Linked DNA regions of Mus musculus: regions 2 and 3 are each linked to region 1. The links are chromatin contacts, called in public Hi-C maps. All regions are on one chromosome and are shown on one strand. Each heading gives the region's core, a stretch centred on a gene start, on an enhancer-like site or on the middle of the called end of the contact. The rest is flanking DNA. Distances are from core to core; before and after follow the strand shown. Region 1 holds the start of Htr7 (5-hydroxytryptamine (serotonin) receptor 7). Region 2 holds the start of A830019P07Rik (RIKEN cDNA A830019P07 gene). Region 3 overlaps A830019P07Rik (RIKEN cDNA A830019P07 gene).

What was found. A called contact is a pair of places that touch in the nucleus more often than the background predicts.
Region 2: a Hi-C map of cortical neurons shows a contact between it and region 1, with 4 times the contacts expected there. The contact joins the promoter of A830019P07Rik here to the promoter of Htr7 in region 1. A contact is called at or near these places in 1 of 15 datasets of contacts at CTCF or cohesin (the NIH/3T3 cell line) and 1 of 484 Hi-C or Micro-C datasets (cortical neurons).
Region 3: a contact with region 1 is called in a Hi-C map of the C2C12 cell line, with 2.0 times the contacts expected there. The contact joins the enhancer-like site here to the promoter of Htr7 in region 1. A contact is called at or near these places in 4 of 39 promoter capture datasets (the HPC-7 cell line, embryonic stem cells, stem cell-derived epiblast-like cells and 1 more), 3 of 484 Hi-C or Micro-C datasets (the C2C12 cell line, cerebral cortex and embryonic stem cells) and 1 of 9 other capture datasets (pancreatic islet).

The regions. Positions count from the first base shown.
Region 1 is chr19:36,054,929-36,058,677 of GRCm38.p6, forward strand. It overlaps Htr7 (5-hydroxytryptamine (serotonin) receptor 7), which reads right to left and starts at 2,432. Exons shown (of 3, transcript NM_008315.3): 1 at 1,778-2,432. The coding sequence starts at 2,325.
Region 2 is chr19:35,922,524-35,925,862 of GRCm38.p6, forward strand. It overlaps A830019P07Rik (RIKEN cDNA A830019P07 gene), which reads right to left and starts at 2,055. Exons shown (of 5, transcript NR_152130.1): 1 at 1,847-2,055; 2 at 964-1,024.
Region 3 is chr19:35,873,435-35,876,936 of GRCm38.p6, forward strand. The region is part of intron 2 of A830019P07Rik (RIKEN cDNA A830019P07 gene); the gene reads right to left. Among named protein-coding and RNA genes, the nearest start is that of A830019P07Rik, 49 kb to the right of the region's middle. Within about 2 kb of position 2,202, at least 10 of the 459 cell types and tissues checked have an H3K27ac peak or open chromatin away from gene starts, as enhancers often do. A contact at or near this core is called in the C2C12 cell line, where this site is marked.

The DNA.
Region 1 (3,749 bases), core at 1,182-3,681:
CTAACATGGATGTGCCCTCAGCAACAGAAGCACAAGCTGACAAGTTAGCGCAAGGTGCTATTTATCATTTTCGCATTATGAGATGAAGAAAGGGTTATAAAGACATCACTTGCAGCCTAAGCTGATATCTGTTTTAGTACACGTAGGTCCATTTACAAGGACTCCATTCATGGGAGAACTGTTTTCGGTTGCTGAGCAGGCGAGGTCTATGCATGTCATTCATGGATACACTTATTATGTGTATTAGGTGCACTCTCCACATTCCCGTTGTCATTTCCAGACTGTAAATGCATATGTTTTTTTGTCATTTTTAACTACAGTAATTCAGAACTTCAGCTGCCAAGCCTGGTGCCAATATTCTCACAGAGGCAGTTCATGTTCCACTCTTAAAATAATTCCTTGTTTGCTGTCAGAAGCCACTGTCATGACACCTAAACTGGCAGTATCATTTTTAAAAAATAATAATAATAAGCCACTACCTAAATACAACTACAATGTGGTTTTTTTCCCCTTGACAAACATTCCCTTTACTACCGTACCCTTTATTTAGTAATTATAAACTTCGGTCATAAAGCAAACTAGAAGATCATTTTTAACATAACAAACCACACATTGCAATGTTTTCAAGGAGGAAAAGTGGGAGGAAATCTCAGTTACACGCCAATCCATCCTCTTAGGCACTGTCATCGTAAATGCAGAGGTATCAATTATTCTCCCCATGCTGAAAGAGCTACAGATTTAAAGGCTCTGCGGGTCCACTAAGAAAACCAGCCACTATTTCTCTCTATCATTAAGCACAACAGGGTATAGTCCTGTGCTGGGTTGAAATCACCAGCAGAATTCCAAGTATGGATATTAAGGCTTAATATTTCAATCCCAAAGGAAACAGAATTGTTCTGTAGCCAAGGAGTATTGAAACCATACTTCAAGTTGTCATTTGCATGTGTTTAAGGCCAAAAACCAGCTCCATCAAAATTCTGTATTCTTAGAGTCTGAAGAAACTCCCGGGATTCTCCTACTCTGTGATGACACTCAAAGCGGCATTTCTTTTTCTCTTTCCCCAGCATCCCTGACAGATGGTCAACCTCTGCTTCAATTACTCCACTGGGGGAGTTCTCGATATTATATCCCTAGATTCCCAGGGGATATGACGAAAGACTAGAACCAACCTTTTAAGACAGGAGTAAGGCTCCAGTAAGCTTTCAGGAGACCGACAGCATGGCCAAACACTGAAGTCAGACTTCCACAAGATCAAGATTCAGAATTAGCATTTCATAAGAGTGCGGCATTTAAGAGCCCAATACTAGGACCATTCAAGGGCCTTTCTTCATCCTCAGAGTAGCTCCTAAAATCTGGGAAGCACCGTGTCTTTCTGACTGATGACTTAAAGAGAGAAATGACCGTATGGATCACAGCAATGGTTTGTCAAGCTAGGAGCATCAGACCAATTTCTCACACACACTTCCCCCCAAAAAGAAACAAACAAAGGGACCCCCCTGGTGGAATTGCTAGTACTTTTAAAACTCTGGTCTTAGAACCATCACTACACTAAACCGGAAACATTTCAACGTTTCTTTTAAAGGTTTGTTTGTCTTTAGCCTGTGCTTGAAGTTGCTTGGTTGGTGTAGGGGTGATGGGTGCGGGGTTGTATTTTTAAGCTCAGCCCTTATTCCCGCCGTGAAGTCTAGCTGGATCGATCCTCCCAGAAAAGGCTGGCACGAGCTCAGCGCCCTGCACATCTCCAGCAGAGCCTGGGACGGGGCGGCCTGTCCCTTACCTGTCGATGCTGATCACGCACAGGGTCATGATCGAGGCCGTGCAGCACATGACGTCCATGGCGATGAAGACGTTGCAGAAGAAGTGGCCGAAGATCCACTTGCCCCCGATGAGGTCCGTGACACTAACGAAAGGCATGACCGCCACGGCCACCGAGAGGTCAGCCAGCGCCAGGGACACAATCAGGTAGTTGGAGGGCTGGCGGAGCTTCTTGACAAAGCACACCGAGATCACCACCAGGCAGTTGCCCGCGATCGTCAGCAGCGTGATGAGCGTCAGGATGGAGCCGATCACAACTTTCTCGACTCTGCCATAGTTGATCTGCTCCCCGCAGCCGGAGACATTGTCCGGGGGCGCGTCCCAGGTGGGCGCCGGGCTAGCTGTCACCTCTGGGAAGCCGCTCAGCAGGTGCGGCATCCAGGAGCTCACCACCGAGTGGGCGCCACCGTCGGGGCTCAGGTCCTGCAGCCTGCGCCCCACCTCCGGCAGGATGAGAGAGCGGAGATGGCCGTAGAGGTCGGGGCGGCCGCTGCTGTTAACGTCCATCATCGTGCCGAGCGCCGCTGCCCATGGAGCCGGCGCCCCCGCCAAGCGCTCCGGCAGCCGGCCCCAGGGCTGGATTCACCTTGCCCGCTCGGCTCCGCGCGGCCCAGCCATGGGGTCCGGCGCTGGCCACTGGGGGGCGCCCGGCTCGGCCTCGCGACCCCGCACGTCCCAGGGTCCCCCAGACGCTGCGGGTGACGCGTGGGCGAGGACTCCCCGCGGGAGGCGCCAGCGGTCCCCGACGGGCACGGGGGAGGCGCAGGGTGGCGAGCCGAGCCCGGCCGGGCTGGCCGCACCGCAGCCCCGCAGCGACGCGCGCCGGGGCCGAGAGCGCCCGGCCGCCGTGGCCGAAGTTGCGGAGTGCGCCCCGCCCCTCGCGCCCGCCGCCGCCGCTCCCCTGCGGCAGCCGCGCCGCGTCCCAGCCACCGCCTCCGGCAGCCGCCAGCGCCCCGCGCGCTCCGGGACGGGCTTCCCCTGCTGGGCAGCCCCGCCGCTGCGCACCGTGCAAATGCCCAGCCCTGGCTCGCCCTGCCGCAGACCCCCTGGCCTCAGCACTGTAGCAAATGACAAGCGGGGTGGGAGCGGTTTGCTTTTCAAGAAGACTCGGGGGTCACTGCATGAACCGGTGAAGAACCTTGTTGGAGAATATATTTTAAGCCCTTAATAAAAATAAATAAATAAAAATTAAAGGGAAAAATTACCTTTTTGAGCACTACATCAAGCATCAAATAGATAGTTCCGTTTCCCATTTTGACCACTTATGAGAGAAATCGAAGATGGAAAAAAAGGAAGCAGCCAGATGGGGTGGGCGAAGGAGCTCTGGTGCTCTGATGAAAAAGAAGAAAGAAAGAAAGAAAGAAAGAAAGAAAGAAAGAAAGAAAGAAAGAAAGAAAGAAAGAAAGAAAGAAAGAAGAGTAGGAGTGCCCAAGGCCCTGGCAGCTAGGATAGCACTACGCACTAGCTTCCGGGTGGCTTCAACCCTTCCTAACCTTTTTGAGGGCTAGAGACAGGCCTCTCCACTTGAAAATGCACCCTGGCTGCCTTTACATAAAGGCTTCCAAATATACAATATCGAGATATGGCTTGAATTTCCCTTCACATCCTGAAAGTCTTGCATACACACGTAAAGAATGACCGGTTATAATGGCCTGCAGACCTGGAGACGTCTGCCTATAAAAGCTATTGCCTAAAACCCCCTCTCTGGTATTCAAACTCTGTCAGGGAGGCTGGATTTTATTATTCATGAGACGGCTTAGCTTCATTCCATTTGTTTAAAAGTTTTATTGGAAGCCATAGTGATTTCTATAGTTAAGGTTCCAAAAAAAAAAAAAATTCAAATGCGTTTTCTTTTCTAGTTAGACCTGATGATTTAGAGGAGGGGGGTGAGGGGGGAGGAGGAGGAGAAGAAAGGAAGGAAGGAAGGAAGGAAG
Region 2 (3,339 bases), core at 805-3,304, 130 kb before region 1:
TATGCATACATGTGTACATGGATGCACTTGCACAAAAGAGAACACCCTATGTCCTGCTCCTATGAGGCAGTGTCTCTCCCAGCCCCAGGGCTAGGCTGTCAGGAGTCGCAGCAGTGTTCCTGCCTCAGCCACTCCAGCACAGACATTACGGACACCAGTGAGACTGCTCTTGACTTTTTACTTGAGTTCTGGAGATCCAAATACAGGCACTCCTGCTTCCACGGGAAGATCTTTTACCAGCTATGCCATCTCCTCCTTTTCAGATTGTAACAATTATTTTAACATTTATCCATAAAGAACATAATGGAAGCCATTCAAAGAGCAGGAAGAGGATCGTGAACTTTCACCTTTAGAGAGTAACTCCCAGTGTTTCACAGTGACAGAAACACTAGCATGAACTGTGTTAGCATGGAGGGAAAAAAGAGAACAATTTCAAAGAATCTAAGCACAAATGAAAATATAAAGAGAACTTAGTACATGATAAATGTATCATTTCCAGTAACTGGAGAGTGATTAATCATCAAATGATATTGGACAACTGGCCTTATTACAGAAGTTAAATTTCATAAATTATAAGTATAATAAAATTCATAATAAATGCAAAAACATGAATATAGGTGAATGCTTTTAACCTAACAAATTGTAACAAGAATTTTGTCACTGAAGCCAGAAGCTATAGAGTGAAATCAATTCACATAGAATTTCTGGGCAACAAAATCAAAATGCCACAATGATAATGTTTGAAGGACAGGAAAAAAATAGCAAGACAAACAATGCATAAAGAATTACTGCTATTACACAAAGCATTCCCACAAACTACTTACGAAAAGAATGATGGCCAAAAGACAATCAAGAGTCAATTCACAGAAGTTCAAATTGACAAAAGTACAAAGAGGTTCAGTTTCATCCCTTGCTGAGACGCAAACACAATGAAAAGAAATCATTTAAAACCACAAAACTCACCACATAAATGGCCAGACCCGAACATGGCCAAAGAGGGAAGAATTGTCCTTGCCAAGAGCTGCTGAAGAGGATAAGAGAAGACAGGCTTTTCAGGGAGATGGCTTTGTCAATCCATGTCACAATCATAAATGAGAATTTTTAGAATCAGTTATAAATAAACCTCATTCAATCCAACAATCTCATATACATAGAAATTCTACACACACACACACACATTGGAGAAGAAATATGTGCAAACATAACCCACTGCTTTGTACATAAAATTGTAAAGAGAAAATAAAATGTCCATCACTAAATGATTAGTTAGATAAATAATGTGACATGGTGTGACACATATCATATTTAGAATATCTATATAGCTGTATAAACACTAATCCAGTGTAGGATACTCCCAGCTGAATTGTGATGTGTGCTATATTTGTTGTGCATCCATATGCACTAAAAAATCTACGTGTTTATTTCTTGCTGGTGAATTTCAGTGATTTTACTGTCCTTTTAGTTATGTCATTCAGTTTTGCTTTGTTTTTGTGTTGTTGTTGGTATTTCGAAACTCCTGTCATTTTAACTACAAACTCCTAAGGTTTTTCAAAACAAAAAGTCTCAGCAGCGAGCTCTCAAACTCGCTCACCGTCTTTGTTTCTCCCACTGCGCACGTGCTGCCACATCCCATCAATCCTAAGGGCTACAGTGTGTTTCCCTTCATATCTTTCATTAGGGCAGATCTTAAAATTGGCAGTACCTCCCATGGATGCTGCACAGGAGGCCACTGGCCACTTGCAGATGTGTTCGTGGTTGTCCTTACTGTGTCATGTTGTTTGGGGGACAGTTGTGGAATCTAACTGGCATTTAAAATAGCTTTGGTTACTTTTGTATAATGACTCACCTCAAACCTCCATGGTGTAAAATGACAGAGACCATTTCTCCTGTTTCTGGACGTCATGATGAGGTTCCAATAAGGAAGTCCCTTAAGATCCCATTCCCTTGTCCCACAGTGGCTGACAACGGACAAACAGGAAGTTGGAGGAAATAGGAGAGGCTGGAAAACAGTATGCTCTTCCATGCGGTCTCAGGGCTTTTCCATGTGACTCTCTGGGAGTCCAGCCAGCCTGGTGGTCACGGGGCCTGAGAATGTTGCCATGGAGGCTCCAGGCTCTGACACACTTTCCAGCAAGCCAGCTGCCAGCTGCATCCTCACCTCTGATCTGTCTTCAGAAGCTGTGCAGCACCCTCCTGCTGCCTTCTTCTGCTTACAGGCAAACCCAAAATACCATGATATCCAGGAGGGAAGAAATCAGGCGTCCCCTCTTAATGTGGAATGAGTAAGGTTCCAGAAATTGCATTACTGTCATATTTTTGCTAGCAGGGGTTCAGGGGAATCTGCCGCAGTTTTATAAAAGATCATACCATTGTTTAGCACTGAAATGTAAGGTCATTTTTAATCCAGGAAGGTACTGTCTGATAAGAAAAAAATAATTGAATTCTTATCTGTTTAACAATGCTCTTTCAATACATTTAAAATAAAAATCCTAAATGATAAAAGAACATTGCCTCCAGATTTATCGGCACATTTTTTTTTCCTTCTTAGTGACTACACGAGAGATGCCTTCACTTGTCATTCCATGCCCACCTCTCCTTGAGAGGCTGACCCACAACACCCCTCCCCCCATGCCCTCTGGCTTCAGAATGAGTTGGACTGGTGAGCAGACCTGGCGACAGAGGAGACAGAGGAAGAAGAGGAATCCCCAACACTAGCACCCCTCCTTCCCCTGTGTAAGCCTGCCTGACAGCTCCACAACTCTCTCCCAGGTGTCTAAAACACATCCCTCCCTGAGTTCTTCTGAGGTCAGAGGATGACAGCTGCTCAGATGCCCAGTCCCAGGTCCCCACATGTCCCTTGATGGGTCTGTTCTGTATTTATAAACAAACTGACTAATGAGAGGCCACTTGACTCTGGGGAACAGAGAGCCACTGTAATATTGTCTATTTATAATTCACTGTGCCATAAACACAACTTCAGTGATGTCAGCTCAGCATTGCACATGGTTTGAAGTTGTTTGGCCCAGATCTAACCTTGTTACGAAGCAAAACTAGAGGAGCACCCAGACGGGGAAACCAGTTAGCATCCATCAGTGAGGACCTACAAAGGGAGAGGATACAGATACATGCAGAGTTGGATGAGGTGGCAATAGCTGGGATGGAATAGAAACAGGAGTGATTTTACTGTGCTACCTAAGAAACCTGGGGAGGATAGAATAATAATACCCCAGGACTCTCTACTTTGCATGGTTCAGTGTCAAAAGTTAAAGAGGACCCTTGAACACTGAGAGACCTGGGTTTCATGCAGATATAAACTAACATAAGTGAATTTATTTTCTT
Region 3 (3,502 bases), core at 952-3,451, 180 kb before region 1:
AGTGTCTGGGAACCGGACAAAAGGCCTGCCGTCCTTCAGGGTCACCTGGGTTTCCAGCCTGTGCTCTACCAGGAACCAGGCTGCCTTTCATGGTCCTACACACATGCATGATCTACATCCCTGAGACTGATAGTTGACATCATTGTTTTGTGTATTTTAGTCATTAATTTATTCATTATCTATATACATTCCTAGATACTGGTCTGGCATAATTACAAGGACCTTTATTAAATCCAGAAATTACATTTAGAAAATTGAAATCAGGGGTCTGCCTGAGGCATAGCCAGCAGAGAGGAGAGCCTAGCATAACTGTCCTCTGAGAGGTTCCACCCATCAACTACCCTAAATGGACACAGAAACCCACTGCCAAACATTAGATGGAACTTGGGAAGTCTTGTGGTAGAGTTGGGGGAAGGGTTGAGGGATCAAGAGGACATAAAGACGCCATCAGAAGACCAATAGAGTCAACTAACCTGGACTCTTGAGGCTCCCAGAGAATGAACCACCAAGCAAAGAGCATACCAGGGCTGAACCTACCCACCCCCCAGCAGAGGTGGAGCTTGGTCTTCATGAGGGTCTCCTAACAACTGACTCTGTTGCCTGCCTGTAGATCCTGTTCCCTGGGCTGCCTTCTCTGACCTCAGTGGGAAAAGATATGCCTAGTCCTGCAGTGACTTGAGGTGCCAGGGGGACAGGGTACCCAGGGGGGACCTCTGCCTTCTTAGAGATGAAGAGAAGGGGTGGAGGGAAGGGATGAGAGAGAGGGGAGCTGGGAGGGGGGCTGTGATCGGGATGTAAAGTGAATAAATAAATAATTAAATAAATAGGAAAAAGGAAATAAAAACAAAAAATTATAAGCTAAGAAAAAAATTGAAATCACATTCTTACAAATGTTTAGTGAAAAATATCATTAAAAATTAAAATTAAAAAATGGTCAGGTTTGATTATTACCCAAATTCAATAACATAGAAAATACAGAACTGACTTAGAACTTTAGGAATGCAGGATCATTTGTTTTTAATTCCATTTTTAATTGAATATGAATGTGTGTCAGCTATATCTTAAACTATTTTGTGTGTATTAGCCATATAGTGATTCCTGGCACTGAAGGAATAACCCCACAAGGAGCTCACCGCATTTATAAAGTGACTGTGAAGCAGAGAGATAACGTTTCTCTGCAAGTAATGTGTCAATGTTGCTTTGATGGCCAATATCACCTATCAGACAGTTGTGCCGGCTAAGTCAAGAAAGTGCCTGTAAGCACTGGGTAATGACCCTACCTGAAGCAAGCCTGCTTCCTAATGTACTTGCTATCATCATACCCAAGCCCATCTGGTTTTTTTCTCTCTAGTCCTCAACATCCCACATTTCTTTTTCACTCTCATGGAAGTGCCTCAGATAGCAGAGACTGCTGGTTTTGAAGAAAATGTTAACAGCAATCCACAGCGGTATGAGCATCAGTATTTGTCCTAAAGAAGAAATCAAGAAGATAACAAGAATGTGCTTTATTCCTGATCAAAGAGTCTTTTCTGGGGCTGGAGAGATGGCTCAGCAGTTAAGAGCACTGACTGCTCCTCCAGAGGTTCTGAGTTCAATTCCCAGCAACCACATGGTGGCTCACAACAATGGCTCAGTGGTTAAGAGCACTGACTGCTCCTCCAGAGGTCCTGAGTTCAATTCCCAGCAACCACATGGTGGCTCACAACCATCTGTAATAGGATCTGATGCCCTCTTCTGATGTGTCTGAAGAGAGCAATGGTGTACTCATATACATAAAATAAATAAATCTTTTTAAAAATCTCAAGAGCCTTTTTTTGGAGTATGAATTATCTACATTATCACTTCCACATTTGGAATATGCAATGTCAAGGACAGAGAGAACATTTGTTTGATGTGCTTGGTTGATTTTGTTTTTCTTTTGTTGTTTTGTTTTGTTCTGTTTTTCAGGATGACGAAGACTTTATTGAATCCCCAAAATCTCTTGTTGAGATCTGTTCTTCCTTTTCCCCATTTTGTAAGACACCAACAAAATGAACTCCTTGCTTTACAACGTAATGTACAGCCAACAGTTGCAAAACACAGATGACAATAGCAGCAATAGCAAAATGACTTGGGATTGCTGACTGACAGGGAAAGTCCAAGCAGCATCTGCTCACACTGCCAAGTCCTCTTGTAGGCTGGGTTTCCTAAGAATATAGAGAGACAGAAATTCCCTTTTGCAGGTCAGGTTTCTCAAGAAGCTGACTCAAACAGAGATTGGTCTGTGGGAAGTCCCTTAAAAATGTTCTCAGTGAAAGATGGGACAGGTGGAGAAGGTATGCAAATGGTAACAAATAATTCTTAGCAGTAGACCAAAGCAGTGATCATTTCCTATGCCTTTCAAGGGGGACTTTTTAAACCTTAGATGATTAATCTCTAAAACCATCAGGTTTGTCAAATTAACTATTGTACTTCATGTTATTTCTTAAAATTGTAGAAAGCATTATCCTTAGGAGAAACAGTAACCATAATAAGCTTCTAGTTTCTGTGACTCACAGGAGGAAGTCTAGCTGAGACAGCATGCATGGATGTATTATCCCCCGGGGCTCAGTGGCAAGCATTCCACAGTGAATAAATATAATTATACTCCTTAATATTGGCAGGTTGTCCTCATTTCCCTCTATTATATTTAATCTTCTCAAGTTTAATTCTACATTGATAGCAAGAAACTACACTATAACTCTGTGGTTTTTATTAATTACTGATAGGTAACTGATCTTCTCTTCTCAACTCAGAAATCATTGCTGTCTCCTCATCTTCTCTATCACATCACTATGGGCCAAAAAGCTACCCTAGGCAGTGACAGTTCCATGTTTCTGGTCCCTTCTTAGAGTTACAAGTTACAAATGTGCTTTCTGGTATTTCTTAGTTGACTGTGGGGACAAACAGTGTGAAGTTTTTAGAAGACTGATGAGAAAAAGAGGGGCCTAGAGTCCTCTAATCAAGTCTTATGGGATATATGCTGCATAGAAACTAAACCATAGACAATCAGAATACTAGGTGGACGAGGGAGCAGAGACCCCTGAAACCATGGATAGCTGCCAGCCGGCTGACTCCATGTCTCATTTCCTTTCCATCAGTTTCCTGGAGGGAAAACGGGAATTTCTGTCTTTATATGATGTTGTTCTTCATAGAAGCAGAAACCTTAAAGCTGCTGAGACAGAGAGAAAGCAAGGATGCTTGATCATTTTTGTATAAATTCTTAAGGTAGGGGGAGTAGAGTCTACCTTCTGTTTTCATGAAACAAAACATAGCTCACCATTTGCTTATTCTGGATGTGCCTCGGCTGTTTCCTTGGCCATTTTACTGCTTTAGTCAAGCAAGCATTCCTTTGAAGACAGATGTGACAGAACAGTGTGCCCTCCATATCTCTCCAGAAACAATAGGAGAACGCTGTTACATACACAACAGAGGCAAGCTTTTCATAGATCCTTTCTGTGCTAGTGTTTTCCAGACTCAGGGT